2 separate regions of the Mus musculus genome follow, and region 2 is linked to region 1. Evidence: chromatin contacts called from public Hi-C data. All regions are on one chromosome and are shown on one strand. The core of a region is the stretch at or near the end of the contact, and the rest is flanking DNA. Distances in the headings are between cores, read along the strand shown. Region 1 holds the start of Nr3c2 (nuclear receptor subfamily 3, group C, member 2). Region 2 overlaps Nr3c2 (nuclear receptor subfamily 3, group C, member 2).

What was found. A called contact is a pair of places that touch in the nucleus more often than the background predicts.
Region 2: a Hi-C map of myocytes shows a contact between it and region 1, with 2.8 times the contacts expected there. The contact joins the enhancer-like site here to the promoter of Nr3c2 in region 1. A contact is called at or near these places in 6 of 39 promoter capture datasets (the 3T3-L1 cell line, the C10 cell line, embryonic stem cells and 1 more), 6 of 484 Hi-C or Micro-C datasets (the AML12 cell line, the C10 cell line, embryonic stem cells and 2 more), 1 of 115 datasets of contacts at active chromatin or transcription factors (pancreatic cancer cells) and 3 of 9 other capture datasets (adipose tissue, liver and pancreatic islet).

What each region holds. Positions count from the first base shown.
Region 1 is chr8:76,900,240-76,904,649 of GRCm38.p6, forward strand. Nr3c2 (nuclear receptor subfamily 3, group C, member 2) reads left to right here and starts at 2,091. Exons shown (of 9, transcript NM_001083906.2): 1 at 2,091-2,301. Gm10649 (predicted gene 10649) reads right to left here and starts at 382. Exons shown (of 2, transcript NR_028579.2): 1 at 1-382.
Region 2 is chr8:77,007,229-77,011,638 of GRCm38.p6, forward strand. All of the region lies in intron 2 of Nr3c2 (nuclear receptor subfamily 3, group C, member 2), which reads left to right. Among named protein-coding and RNA genes, the nearest start is that of Nr3c2, 110 kb to the left of the region's middle. Within about 2 kb of position 2,408, at least 10 of the 459 cell types and tissues checked have an H3K27ac peak or open chromatin away from gene starts, as enhancers often do. A contact at or near this core is called in myocytes, where this site is marked.

The DNA of each region.
Region 1 (4,410 bases), core at 841-3,340:
CCCTACCATGTCCTAGAAAAGGTGAGTGCAGCAACTGTCACTTTGCACCGACAGTGGTGGGAGGGGGCCGAGGAACGCAAGGGAGAGGCCCCGGGGTGCCAGGGCCAGTGCAGAGGGGAAGCGGGTCGGCTCAAGGAGGTGGGCTGCCGGCAGTAGACCAGGTGCCCGCCAGGCCGGCCCGGGACACGGGTGCTGGGAGGCTGGCGAGCGCGCGGAGGCTGCTCCGTGCCATTCTAACCTAGATTTTGCAAGGAGCTTCGATCCAGGGCAAAACCAGCTCTCCCTAAAGGAGATAAAAACTTAGTAAAAAGAGCCCGGTCCATTTCTTTAATAATGAATACCCACACTGGCTGAGTTGCAGCCACTGCTGCTTGGCGAGCCCGGGCCGCCGGGTCCGGAACTCCCCTAGCTCCAGCTCGCCACCCGCGCGCGGCCCCGGGCGTGATCGATGCTGAGAGTGCTCTCCCAGCGCGCGTGACAGCTACCCTCCCGGGAAAGTTGGGACACTCGGCGGGGGATTCATGTGTGTAGGGGCTCCAGGGCCAGCTCTACGCTGGCGACTGATGGGCACTGGAGTCCCAACCAGCTTGTCGTCTCCGCTGCAGTTTCTTTTGCCTCTGGGGAGTGTCCTGCTGGAGTGACTGAGACTTCCAGTCTCCTTGGGCTTGGGATCCGGGATCCTGAGGTTTAACTAACTGTAAGGAAAGGAGGGGCCTTTGGGCACAAGATGCCCTCCTCCTTCTGGGGCTTCAGCTCCTGGCGAGTGAGGGTGAGCCTGAAGCTGCACAGCTGCCGCCGGCGGCCTGCGGGTCGCCAAGGGCCAGGGGACCAGATTTAGGTGTGTATATCACTGGTGCTGACTCCCAGCCAGCAGGGGAGTCCAAAGACGAGCCTCAAACCAGTCTAAAAGTCCTTAGAAATTAAAGTTAAGGAGTCCATCTTTCGGCTTAGCAAGTGCAGTGCTTGGGTGGATGGGAGGGAAATCAGGGTTGGGCGAAGGAAAGGGGTCGAAATTTCTTCGCGCAGACAAACGATCCTTAAAAAATAGTTTTAGTGTCTCCCCTCATCCAGTATACCTGCCCCAATTATGTGCACCCCTTTCACACATTATAAAGTGAATATCCTCGAGATAGTAAGCTTTCTTGCATATTGAACTAGTGGAAAAATCCAGGACTAAAGTAGTATAAGTACAGTAACAAAATTATCAGGCGCCTCAGCTCTTGACCCTGGCACTTTTTTTTTTTTTTTTGGCAGGGGGTGGGGTGGAAGGAAGGCTGTGTTTAAAGGGGTTTGGCTGCACTGAAAGCACCCGCTTTTCCTGCGTGGTTAACACAAGGAAACTGAAATCGAGTGGGAACGAGATCCTCTGTCTCTCCGACAGCGGAGATTAAGGCTGCTCGGCGGGAAGGTAACTCTGAGAACGGGAGGGGGCGGGAGCAGAGCTTCAGGGGTCCCGGGGACACCCACCCGAGCAGTCCTAGGCCTGAGGACGCTGTGGGAGGCGCCGGGTGTGCACCGCTGTGGCTCACCTGGCGCTGCAGGTGGAGAGAGCAAGGGCTCACCATCTAGGCTGCTCTAGCGTCACCATGCTTTCCCCTTCTCTCCAGATTGCTGTGGTCGCCAGGGAGGGTGGGGGGGGGGCGACAGTTGTGTAGGTGAGAAGTTTGGGGCGAAGGAGCAGAGTGGGCTAAAGGGTAGCGTGTGCAGGGGTTGCCCGGTCGGGGCCACCTCCGGGAACCAGGAGAACTCGCCGCCTCTGCGGCTTTAAGGAAGCTGCGGAGTCCAGGCTGTGTCGCAGCAACTTTGTATCAGTCATGTCGCCCGCCTGGTGACTGACAGCCCCTGTTGCCCAATGAGAAGCGCGCCTGGCCCGCACAGCGTGGAGCCTTGTTTCCCCCTTGGCCAATGGAAATGGCTCCAGCGGGCGGGACAGCGACCTGAACTTTCTGGACATGTGACCCGGTTTAAAAGGGCCGGCTTTCCACTCCCCCCTCGGGGCTTTCGCCCGCCCCCTCCTCTTGGCCCGCCCCGGCCCTGCCCCTGACCCCTCCCCTCAGCTCCTGCGCACCCGGGGTGTCATTGGGCCCGGGAGAAGAGAGCCAACTTCAGGCTGCTCAGAGGAAGCTTGTGCAAGTCACCTGGGCGCCAAGCGCTGCTGTCTTGGGCTCTCCCGCTGCAGGGAGAGCGGCACTTGCTGGCCTGGATGTGGTTGGATGTAGGGGGGCTCCGCAGCAGGGGTGTCGTGGAGGTGGCAAGCACTGCAACAGGTAGACGGCGAGAGGACGACCCTGGCCAAGGCAGGTGTGTAGGGGTGCGCAGTGGGGCGTCTCTGGTCCAGCCCGGTGTGCGACTGTGGCAAGGGTGGCTTGCACTTTGCAGGGAGAAGCCGCTGCGTAATCCGGAGGCACAGTCAGTATGGTTCTGTGTGCTTGTTGTTTTGTTTTGGTTTTTCATCCCCCACACCCTCCCCACCCCCACCCCCCCCCACCCCCGGCTGGCTGAGGACTATTTTGGGAAAGTTTGGCCACTTTGGATAAATGCCCTCTAAAGAGCGGCTTTTAACCGCCTTTGGCAGTGGGCGGTCTACCACCCTCCCCTTTCCCCAAAAATGAATTTCAGATCGTTTGGCTCTTGCAAATTTTAAAGGACGTTTGAATAATGTTTCTTTCATCTATCAATTGCGGAAGCTCCCCAGTCTGAGTGGGAGGTGTAGCCGATAAGGGCAGTTGAAGGAGCTAGATCACCATAGATCTTGTATGAACGAGGTCTGGAAAATCTTGCGTTCCCAGTTCCTTTATATTTGGGGAAACTCTAGGGGATTCTTAGGACAGGGACAGACAAGGGATGAAGCTACTTTGGGTGGCATCCTTTTCCAGATGGGTTTTAGGTACATGACTTTTCCTGCTGAATTTTTAAAAGACGAGGTTTAAATCATAATGCTTCATCATACCATCTGCTTTATTTATTTATCATATCGTAGTTCGGAAAACTTTTGCTAGCAGAAGAGTTATTAAAGCCGCTGAGTTTTAAAGACACCAAGCTGCATCTTAACATCGCGGGTCTTCACTCTGTAGGTACTGTTATTGGTGATATTTACATAGTAGTGATAACAGCATTCTCCATCTATGTAGTCCTCCCTTGGAGCTTTAATTCCACGTTTGACATCATGGCATGCTACCTACCATTTGTGTCATGAAATACTTTCGGGAGTTTAGGAGAGACTAAAGCTAAAGCAAAGCTTTTTCTTTTATGGAAAGCTTTTTCCTTAAAGGAAGAGGGCAGGTGAGAGGAGAGAGAGAGAGAGAGAGAGAGAGAGAGAGAGAGAGAGAGAGAGAGAGAGAGAGAGAGCAAGCTGATGCGGCTCATTGGGTCAAGCCAGTGAGCAGAACTCATGTGTGCTTGGCTCTAACTGGTTCTCCCACTCTCTTAGGTGACCTTGGCAGGTTTATCCTTCATCTATAAGAGGGGAAGGTAACAGTCTTGAAGAGCAGAGCAACTCAAACTAGTTTCCTGAAGTTATCTGCCTTCTAAAGCAGCCCTCAAGGATGGGTCTCTACTGTACCACTCCAGGACAGTAACATAACTGGGGAGAAGGGGGAAGATGCCATTAAGAAGCAGATATGTTTTGAGCAGCATTAAAAGTGAAAGTTTCCAGAAAAGATACAAATTCCCAAGAATCTCTAATAATTCCTGGGGGGAAAAAAAGAAACTACTTTGTTATGGAATAGGGCAATTTAACAGACTATGAAACAAAGTTTTAAACTGTTTCCTTTGTGCTAATAGTATTTAAGGAAATATATTATACATAATATATTTAATTTAATTTATGCATATATATACATAATTCTGAGCTCTAGAGAGATTTGTATACCTAGCATATGGCTCATTTAGGACAATAGTGGCAAGTGCCCCTCAGGATATTAGTGAGTCCTTTGCACACATACATGTAAACATGAGCACGTGTATGTGTATACACACACACACACACACACACACACACACACACACACACACACGTAAAGCCTGTTGGTGCTTTCCCTTATCTATGTGGATATTTTTGTGTTCCTTTTGCATGGAAATAAAGGTCCGCAATGGCCCAAGCGTCTCTGCTACAGTGTTTCTGGGAAGCTTAGAGGCCTGCTTTTCCCTAAGCTAGGTACTCATGGAACTCCCTGCTTTATTTTATACTTAGATAACAAAAACCTTTCCCTTTACCCTCAGGATAAAGTTTTATGAGGATCATACTCATCAAGCTGTATTTTTAGTATTCATTGGTAAGTTCAGGTTGACTGAAGTACTCTTCAAAGCCATGATCATTGTGTCAATTCTAAAATGTCAACCCCAGTTTCCTGGACAACACAGGAAATAAATTTCTAACCTAACTCATTTGTTTATTAAAAAAAATACTAA
Region 2 (4,410 bases), core at 1,158-3,657, 110 kb after region 1:
CTGGGAATGCCATCAGTTTACACATCAGTAAATGATTACAATCCTTTTTCATGCCATCTTTGAAAGTTACCATTAAATGGTTAAATTTTCATTTTTAAGTGCCTACTTGTTTGTATGTGCACCACATGCATATATATGCCCATGGAGACCAGAAGTGGCATCAAAACCCTGAGATTTTAGTTACAAGTTGCTATGAGCCTCCTGATATGGGTACTGGGCACTGATCTTGAGTCTTCTGCAGAAGCACCTGTGTTCTTCTCGCTGAGCTATCTCTCCAGCTTTTCAACTGTCTTTTACATTGCACACCCATCTTCTATGCATCCCCCTTTGAATACCCTAGGTAACTGTACTGTGGCCATCATGTTGGATTCTATAGGTCTTAAAGCTCAAAATGTACCAGATCCCATCTTTAACATGTAACTTTCCAAACTCTAAACACATTATCCTATTGCATGAAAGGCAATTCAGTCTTGGCCCATCCAAAACTAGATTCTGTGCCTCCAGGTCTTTCTAGCCTTTGAAGACACACTGTCCACTCCTGAATTCAATTTTCTTGCCATTGAATTCTCCCTCAGTCATAAAACCAATCATAGCCTATGTGCCAAGCAAGTGGCCTTTGGCTAAAGCCTCTGCCCAGTGCTATTGCCAGGTCAGCATCTTCTCTCTCTCTTGCTCCTTCCATCTGGTCGTCCTGCCTTCCTCTTCCCAGGAAATGTCGTCTGTAATTCCTGCCTGGCTCTAATGATCTCATAGTTTAAGATCTTTCCATAGTAGCCATTACCCTTAGGATGAACTCCATCAGTGCTTCATTGTCTCCTCTGAGGTAACTTCTCTGCCTTCTCTCATCGGATTTGCCTTTCAGATGCCCTGACTTTCCTTCATGGCCCTCACATCTTTCCCTGCTGGGAGCATCCTGCTTCGTCCCCTTGTGTTGGGAAGTTCATGTCTCTCAGATGGTTTGAGAAATATCTTATTGGCCTTACTCTCCACCTTTCTCCACACATCGTCCCAGAGTTCAGCCATGTTTGTGAGTCCTTGTGTTTTGTCTTCCCCTGCTGGATTCTCAGCTCTGGGAAGAGAGAACTGGATCCATCCTGCTTTGTTGTCTATGTAGTATGTAGCAAGGTCCCTGGTCTTTAGTCATCATTTCCTGGATGTTTGAAAGCATTGAACCAATCCCAGAGGAGGAGAGGGGTGAAATCCATGGGCAACACTAATCCGTGCCTATATAGTCGTCCCCTTGACTGGCTTTTGCTTGAGCCTTGATGATGGGCAGCTTTCTACCTGGCTAGTCCTTATTGCGAGTTAACTCATTATATTTAGAATTAATCCTTATTTAAGAAAGAAGTCCAAGCAGTTAAAAGTAAGCATCATCCTACCGTTAACTGCATAAAGCAAAGATTGTGCTAATTTCATTTTACCCGTTCATCTTCGCTCAGAGAGTCTGGTTGGTCATTGAAGTACAGTGTACATTTTCTTTTCTTTTGAAAGGCACAGTCGTGTGTGTGTGTGTGTGTGTGTGTGTACGGATGGGTGCCTGTGCATGCATGTATATGCATATATCCAAATACTTACCATTGCCAATTGTTATGTACAAAGATTGAGAGAAAACACATGGAGATTGAATTATCATTTTCTGTCTTGTGTGTATGGGGGGGTGTCTTTGTGTGTTAAGATACACGTTCATATGTACATTGCCCATTGCTCCCAGAAAACAAAAGAAGTGACCTTTTGAATATGAGGCATCCAGTGTTTTCCATTAGGTCTCATTTGCTACACATTTCTACTTTTAAATTACTTCTGAGCCACAGAATCTGGCAGGCCTCGTTGGAAGGCATTTGAGGATAAGTATTCTATCTGGAATCTAGCCAGTTACAGTATTTGAAAGAAGAGAACAAAGCATAGCAAATTGAGAATATTCCATTGGACGTAAAGTTTAAAAGTTTGGGAAAGAACAATTAAAAATAAAAAGGCATCCTTCATTGATGCATGCTTTAGAAATACCGTATTTTCTCTGCCTTCAATTTTGTGCATCTGAAAACTGCCTCGCCTCTGTCTTTGGTATCACATCAGTCAGTGGAACCCCAAATGGTCTGGTAGCCATAGGTAGCTCATAGGTCTTCATAGCGTTTCTTCATTCCATGACATTCAAATCCTGCAGAAATCTTGACCGTGGCTACTATTCTCATCCTGTTCATCAAACCATGGAGTTTTTAGAACTCCTAAAAATCTCTTATTAATAATGACAAGCATGTTAAGTGACAGCAGTGGCGTTGACCTCAGCCTGAAAACAGAGAAGCCGGGGAGCAGACCGCATGGATTTCAGAGTGAACAGATGTGGCCTCTAATCCCTGCCGGCATGGGCTGAACGCCAGAGCCTGTGAGGGCTGATGAGTGCCACGCCAAATGATTAAGGTATGTTGTCTCATCTACTCATTACCGAGGTTGAGCCACACATGCGGTTGATCACAGTACAGTGTGTGCAGCAGTCCTGCTACTCCACTCTGCAGCTCTGGCTTGTAACAGCCATCCTGCCTCTGTGCTGTATGCAATCCACGAGTTAGTGGCCTCACCGTTACTTGTAATTTCAGGATTTCATTGTGTTAAATACAATTCTAACAGTTTAGTTAAGCCATATAAAGAATACTTTAGAGTATTTTCAGTAACATCAGTAAACTTTTCTACTATAAAGAGCTACATGATACCATTTCCATCAAAGTATTTTGATCAAATTTCTCCCACTGTTAATATTTCTGAAAGTTTAAACCTGCAAATGGACTTTTGTTTTCTTTTTGTTTGCTTATTCTCTTTTATACTAGCACTTGAACCCAGAGCCCAGCACAGACTAAGCCCATGTCCCACCCTCCTGCTTCCATTTAAATTTAAGAGAGAAATCAAGTGGGAGTTTCTTTTTCTGGTTGGAATAATGTCCGTTACACAGAAAAAAATCAGAACTTTAGACCTGATCTTTGTGAAGTTTTGAATAAAGTGTGGGTCTTTTCTTTCTCCAGATGCCACAGTTGGCATGGTAGCATCTAGTGATTAATTTAAAGCTGTTACAAGAATTGCCTACCACCTAATTCCTGCATTATCCCAGAAGCTCAACAAACAGTAGTGTGACTAGCCTCAAACCTCTGTCTCTGAGCTAAGCCAGTCTTCGTATTGAACATCCATAATTTTACCCTCAAAATGGAAATATCTACTAGGTGTGTCCAATCTGTTTGAACTGTGACATGGTGCTGTATTGTACAGTTCTTTATGAATTTTGTTTGAGTAAGTGGGTGTATGTGTGTGTGCGTGCACGCATGCACATACATAACAGCTCAGAGGGCAATCAGCTGGACTCATCCCCCATATCCTTCCATGATGTGAGTACCAGGAATTAAAGTCAGGTCTTTCAGTTCAGTGGTAGGCACTCTTACCTATGGAGACATATTACAGTGTATTCAATAAATTTTATGCTCAATTACCAAGCTTCCAAGTTATTTAAAAATTATTAAAGTTGTTATACTGTTTTAATTAAGTTTATGATTTTGTGTTGGACCATATTCATATCTGTCCTTGGCCACATATGTCTATAGACAAAGAAAGGTTGGACATGCTTGAAAATATAAGAAAAAAGAACAGATTTTTTTACAGTTTTTTGGAGGGGGGTGTTTGTGGTATGTCATTGAGTGACTTCTATTACCCAATTTTTTAATTTTTCTCACTTATATTTATATTTAAAGAGATTATTAGTGGATATCATTTCTCATTTTTAGGAACCATTTATGCTTGTGAAAGCTTAAATTGGAAATTTGAACAAATATTATGGATAAGAAACCTGAGCTTCAGGCCTTCCATTCCCTACCTTAGACACTGAGGGTTTAAAATTTTCCCTCATAAAATCCCAGGGTTCAGAAACATCCCAGTCCAGGCGGGTGAATCCTGTGAGCAAAGCAGTCCCTACTGAATTCTCTTTCCTGGTGAAAGCTGTGATAGATTCATAAGTAAGTAGAGTTAACCCCTCCCTCTTTTCTTGGTCCTTAAACTAATGAAACACAGGGAGCCAGAGCTGAGCCCAACCAAGTAAAGGCTAAAAGTCCTTCCTTAGTAGGCTTTCTTTCAATGGCACTGAAACTGAGAGCTTGAATAGTTGAATTTGAGACAAGAGTTAGGAAGAGACCTGGAGGAGGGGGTTGTCTCAGAAACTACCCACAATAGGCCCTGTGCGTGCACACAAAGCCTGCAGGAATCACTGATAGGTGTGTATCTCTTTGCCCTGTGGTTTTCAGCATTCAGGACAGGTATTTTGGTTGTCTTTATTAAGTTTGGGCAAAGGTGCCATGATATTAGATTTAGTAATTACCCATGTTGTATGAGTCCCATTCCATATGCAACTACTATATTACTCCTCAAAACAGATTCTAT